Regions from separate parts of the Mus musculus genome. Here region 2 is linked to region 1. A link is a contact called in public HiCAR-type data. All regions are on one chromosome and are shown on one strand. Each heading gives the region's core, a stretch centred on a gene start, on an enhancer-like site or on the middle of the called end of the contact. The rest is flanking DNA. Distances are from core to core; before and after follow the strand shown. Region 1 overlaps Galnt17 (polypeptide N-acetylgalactosaminyltransferase 17). Region 2 has its middle 47 kb from the start of Gm29681.

Region 1 (3,029 bases), core at 196-2,695:
CAAGTCACTTCCAGTTCAAGTGCCGCCACCTGCACATTCCATAGTCTCCTCAAACAGCGCCACCTGCTGGCAATCAAGTGTCTAAACTCAGAAGTTTCTCGCCAGGCTGGCTTAACATGAAAGACCACCTTTCCCTTTGCTGCCTCCTTCTACAACTGGAAGAACCCCCTTCCCTTCATTCCTGAATCTTACTCACGCCTGAAGAAGTCACACACACACACACACACACACACACACACACACACACACACACCAGTGTTATGGATAGTTTCAAGAGCTTCCAGGAAATCTCCTATTTCCACTATGAAATGAACCATCTATCTTTTACACTCTATAGTTGTTGTTTTAATTAAGGGACTAAAAAGATGGCTCCACAGTTAAGAATGTTTACTGCTCTTCCAGAGGCCTGGATTCTGTTCTCAAGACCCATGTTGTACCTCGCGCAGCCTCCTATAACTCTACCCTAAGAGGACCTGACCTGTGGCTCTCTTCTGACTTCTAATGTACTCTTCTGACCCTGTGTGTGTGTGTGTGTGTCTGTGTGTGTGTGTGTGCACAGTAAGCTTTAGACTTGGAGAGATGGCTCTCTGGTTAAGAGCACTCATTGCTCTTTCAGAGGACCTGGCTTTACTTTCCAGCTCCCACCCACGTGGCAGCTCACAATCGTGTGCAATTCTAGTTTCAGGGACTCCAACTCCCTCTTCTGGCTTCTGTGGGCACCAAGCACACAAGTGGTACACAGACATACAAATAGGTGAGCCATTCATGCATAGGAAATAGTGTGGGTTTTTTTTTTTCATTTAAAAAAATATTTTTAAAAGCATTTTTTTGTGTGTGTGTGGGGGGGGGGCAGGAGTGAACATGTGTTCTGGGTGCACATGGAGACCCAATGCTGAGGTTGGGGCTCCTCCTACCTTATTTATAGAGGTGCAGCCTCTCAGTCAACTCTAGAGGTCACCAGCCTGGCTAGTCTCACTAGCCAGCTTGCTGGGGCTCCTTGGACTCACTTCCTCAAGTTGGATTTATGGGTAGGCAACCACGCCCACTCGGGATTTTATGTGGACTTGTAGGGAAGCTCAACTTTGTGAGCCAAGTGCTTAGTAAGCTCTGAGGCATCTCCTTGGCCTCTCGTCTTTGTTTTAGAAACAGCTTTACTTTTGTAAAGCTTTTCTTTCTTTTTAAATTTTATGCTCGCATATCCTACGCATTCACAATCTTGTCCTCAAATCATATCCTCTGTTCAAAAGGTAGTGATCCACTGGACATGGATGCTAGGAATTCAGGTCTTCTGAGAGAGTAGTAAACACTCTTTGCCACTGAGCCATCTCTCCAGCCCTTAATCTTTAAATTTAAACTTTTTTTTAAAAACTGTACCTACTGTTATGTGTCTGAGTTTGTGCATGTGAATGCAGTACCCATGAAGGCCAGAAGAGGGCAGACTCCCCTGGAGCTGGAATTACAGGTGGTTGTTTTCCATTCCACATCATTCGCTTTGCTCCAACTAGTAGCTTTAGGTCTTTCATGGGATGATTTTATGCAGCTAATAAGACCCAGCAGCCACAATGATTTACCCGAAGGACCCCAAAGGACTTCACAGAGACTTGTACATCCATCTCTGCTACAGCACTGCTCATAATAACCAAGTTAAAGAACATGCCTCCCTATCTGGCAGCAGGCAAATATGCATAGACAATGCCCACAACCACCTGGTAAATCCAGCACCAGGGGAGTCTGCCCTCTTCTGGCCTTCATGGGTACTGCATTCAAATGCATGAACCCAGATTCAAACAAGTAAGTGTATGCACAGTTAGTAACAACGTTTAAAAAGACTAGGGGCTGGAGAGATAGCTCAGTGGCAAAGAGGGTTTGCTATTCTTCCAGAGGATCTGAGATCAGTTCCAGGCATCCATGTCCCAGTGGCTCACTACCTTCTGAAACTTCAACCTCAAGTGACCCAATGCTCTTCTCTGGCCTCTGTGTCCCGCACCCCACCCCCACATATACTAACATACACACACATATAAACAGACTGTTTTTTTTTAATGGAAGTAGAATGAAGTTTTATTGTTTAGAGGGAAATGGGTAGAGAGAATCCTATTAGCTGAATTAAACCATCCTCAGAAAGAGCCATTCTGGTCTTGCAGTCTCCACACATGCTCTATAGAAACTGAGGGAACATTGTGAGCCCAGCGCAGCTTTCCTGTCTCCCTTGCCTGACCACCACAGTAACATCGGATTGCCACCGGTGAATCCAGCTCTGGGCCAGCTGCCCACTTTCTCTCTCAGCTCCATTTGTTCTTCCTAGACTTCCATCCAGGCTCAGAGCCCAGCACTTGCCCCACGCTGGCTTGCTTAGCTGATTATTTCTTGCTGGTACATTGGCTGGCACGTTGGATGCCGTCCATCACTCTGTAAGGAGAGGACAGAGACTCCCAGCTGATGCCACTGTGTTTGGTGACACCTCTGAAATCGTGACAGATGGTCTGCATTAGGAGTGGGTTGGAGAGAGGGCTCATCAGTTAGGGGCACTTGCTTCTCCAGAGGACATGAGTTTGGTTCCCAACACCTACAATGGGTGGCTCATAACTCCTTGTAACTCTAGCTCTAGGGGATCTGACACACCTTTCTGGCCTCTACTGGCATTCATACTCACATTCACATACCATTCCCAGTGCCACCCCAATTTATATTCACATTCCGCTCACCCTTGCCCTCCACCAATACACACGGGTAACACATAAATAAAAAAATGTATAAAATCCTTTTTTTTAAAAAAAAAAAAAAGCTTGGCTGTGGAAAGAAGACCCTCATGGATTGTTTCCCTCACCTAAAGTCTGGATTCTAGAAGTTTCCGAATATTAGTTCAAGAAGGTCCCTGCAAAGCTTCCAGTCTAAGTGTTTTCATTTCACAAACAAACCCCAAAGCACCCTGAGAATGACAGACTTGCCAAGGCCTCGTCTCTAATTAGCGGCAGCAGGGAGAATGCAATCAGGGCTCTTTGTGCAGAGCCATAGCCTTCTGGTCTGGT
Region 2 (2,973 bases), core at 420-2,919, 360 kb before region 1:
CAGAGGCAGGCAGATCTCTATGAGGTCAAGGGAGGCCTGATCTACATTGTAAATTCCAGGACAGCCAGGACTACATAGTAAGATACTGTCTCAAATATTTTAGATCTATTTTAAATTCATTTTTATGTAAACAATAATTAAAGTAGTCTGATTAAGATGTCGATCAGCTAAGGGTGCCTGCTGCCCAGCCAGATGACCTATGAGTTCAATATCCAGGACCACAGGAAAGATCTGACTCTTCTTGCAAAGTGTCTTCTGACACCCACACATGAACCATGGTAGTGCTTACCCACAGAGTGCAATAGGATACAATAGCAGTGGAAAATTAGTTACATACAAAACAGTTATTAAGTCACTGAATTGGTTAATTAGCTTGTTAATTAATTAATAATTAGAATAATTAATTCTGTGCTGTTGGAGATGGAATCCAGGACCTTGCACATAGCTAGGCAAATGTTCTACCTCTGAGCTACATGTCTATCCTCACCCTCACCATTATCCCTAACACCATCATTTCTATCATCATCATCATCATCATCATCATCATCATCACCATCATCATCATCATCCCTAACCCCATCTTCATGATTACCACCATGCCCATCTCCATCATTTTCTTCATCCCCATCCTCCTTCTCCATCACCATTAGCATCATCAGCATCATCAGCATCATCATCACTTACTTTGTGATGCTGAGGATGGTACCCAGGGCATTACATGTGCTAAGCTGGTACTCCACCACTGAGATACATCCCCAGCCAACATCACTATCACTTTGTGATGGCAGGCATGATACCCAGGGCCTGGCACATACTGGGCAAGTGCTCTACCACTGAGTTGCCTTTCCAGTCCCCAGCTCTCTGAATTTTAAAAGCACATACCAACCCCTTTCCCTGACACATTGTGTCACTTTTGCACGAGGGCCAAAACAACCTTTCCTACTTACGTTGTTTGTCTTGGGCATTTTGTCACAGTAACAGAAAGCGGATTAAACAGATTTCCTTCTCCGTAACTGTCAGTAAGGAGCTCTTTCACTCCTCTGTCAAAGTGCCTGAAAGCACAGCTCAATTCCTGCCCTCTTTCTTTTCACCCCTTTTGTGGTGAGTCCTGCTCTATCTCTATCCTTTAGCACCGATTCATTCTGACCCTTACCAGCAGGACACATGGTGTGCTGTGTCCTGCTGTTTAATGACATAATTATGTGCTTTTAAGATTAGGTCAGGAGAACGCCAGCTAGCTGGAAATAATCAAACCCAGGCATTCAGGGAAAAAGATGTGTTCACAGAGGTCTCTTGGGCTCCCAGCCCAGGGCTCAAGGCCACGGATATGAGACCAGGCGGCAGATTGAAAATGGAGCAGTTGCCAGCCTATTGAATAAATGGAGGGAGGAGGGAGGAGGGAGGAGGGAGGAGGGAGGAGGGAGGAGGGAGGAGGGAGGAGGGAGGAGGGAGGAGGGAGGAGGGAGGAGGGAGGAGGGAGGAGGGAGGAGGGAGGAGGGAGGTCCAGCCATCCCAGAGCAACAGCCCAGGGCTCAGCTACCAACCAGAAATCGGGCAGGATTTTAGTGGCACTTAGCATGTTACTGGTACCTTCTTCCCCCTCAAGGGAGCCCTTGCCTAGAGAGTTCTTAGTCTGGTGCGAATGTCTTTACCACAATGAAAAAAGAATAGAGAGTTCTTGAGAGCAAATTCATCTGCTAGTTAGTCACACTGGCTGGCTCCTTAGTCGATGACGAGAACCCTAGAGCCTGAAAGAATTTCTTTACATTACGGTTGATGCTTCCTCAAACACAGGTCTGTTACTGTAATTCCTTCACGGATAGAGAGCAAGGAGAACACAGGCTTCATTTTAGAACAACTGTCAGCCATTCAATTTCTCTAGTGTGAATGGGCTTTTCTTACAATTGTGTGTGTGTGTGTGTGTGTGTGTGTGTGCATGTTTACAGTACACAAAGAGTTATATACACATCTTTGTATGTATGTAGGTGTGTGTGGATGTGCAGGTATATGTGGAGACCAGAGGTCAGCTTTGGGTGTTGTTACCTTGCTTTTTGAGACAGAGTTGCTCACTTGGAACCTGACATTCACCCTTACACTGGCCAGTGAGCCCCAAGGATCCTACTTTGCTACCTTCCAGCTCTGGGATTACAAATGTGTGCCACCATAACCACCTTTCTTTCTAAGATTTATATTTTGTAATTTCTTTGGTGTGTGCACATGCGTGTGTGTGTGTGTGTGTGTGTGTGTGTGTGTAGTGCTTGCATATGCATAGCTGTATATGTGTGTGATAACGATGCTTAAATCAGATCTTCCAAAGGCCACTAAAGCTTGTATAAGTTGAAGCATCAGTAGCTGATGTCAGTTCTGGTTCCCTGAGCTTGGGATGGCAGTGTGCATGGGAACCAGTGAACGTTCATTTTCCATCCTTGCTAAAAACCTATCCAGATCACCTGGGTCTGGTGAGGAAGGCAGGGGCCAGTATAAGCTGGTCAGAGACAGCTAAATATCCCAGATACCAAACAGACCCTCTAAAGAAAACTGGTGCAACGTGAGGTTGAATCAGAATTCACAAGTCTGTCAGATGCAGGCTCTGATGGATCACATGCGTGTCTGGAGAGGCAATGGAGGGCAGGTTTCTAAAGGTAAAACGGGAAAAGTCACACAATTCATTATTAAATAAAATCCTTGCCTACAGGGTCAATAACAGGAATTGGGACAGGGCATTACTGGACATATGTCTTCACATGTGTGTGTATGTGTGGTACAGTTATAGCTTGAATTTTTATTTTATTTTTGTGTATCTCTTTATGCCTGAGAGTATGTATGTGCGCCATAAGTGTGTACAGGCACCCACAAAGGCCAGAAGAAGGTGTCAGATCCTCAGGAGTTACAGGTGTCTGTGAACTGCCTAATATGGGTGCTAGGAACCGAACTTGGGTCCTCTGTGAGGGCAGCAAGTTCTCTTAGCCACTG

What was found. HiCAR-type assays count read pairs that join an accessible place to other places.
Region 2: a contact with region 1 is called in a HiCAR-type map of fibro-adipogenic progenitors, with 4 times the contacts expected there. The contact joins two enhancer-like sites. A contact is called at or near these places in 1 of 484 Hi-C or Micro-C datasets (uterus) and 3 of 115 datasets of contacts at active chromatin or transcription factors (astrocytes, embryonic basal ganglia and fibro-adipogenic progenitors).

Annotation. Positions count from the first base shown.
Region 1 is chr5:131,006,732-131,009,760 of GRCm38.p6, reverse strand. The region is part of intron 5 of Galnt17 (polypeptide N-acetylgalactosaminyltransferase 17); the gene reads left to right. Among named protein-coding and RNA genes, the nearest start is that of Gm40338, 76 kb to the left of the region's middle. Within about 2 kb of position 1,445, at least 42 of the 459 cell types and tissues checked have an H3K27ac peak or open chromatin away from gene starts, as enhancers often do. A contact at or near this core is called in fibro-adipogenic progenitors, where this site is marked.
Region 2 is chr5:131,365,932-131,368,904 of GRCm38.p6, reverse strand. No RefSeq gene overlaps it. Among named protein-coding and RNA genes, the nearest start is that of Gm29681, 47 kb to the left of the region's middle. Within about 2 kb of position 1,669, at least 6 of the 459 cell types and tissues checked have an H3K27ac peak or open chromatin away from gene starts, as enhancers often do. A contact at or near this core is called in fibro-adipogenic progenitors, where this site is marked.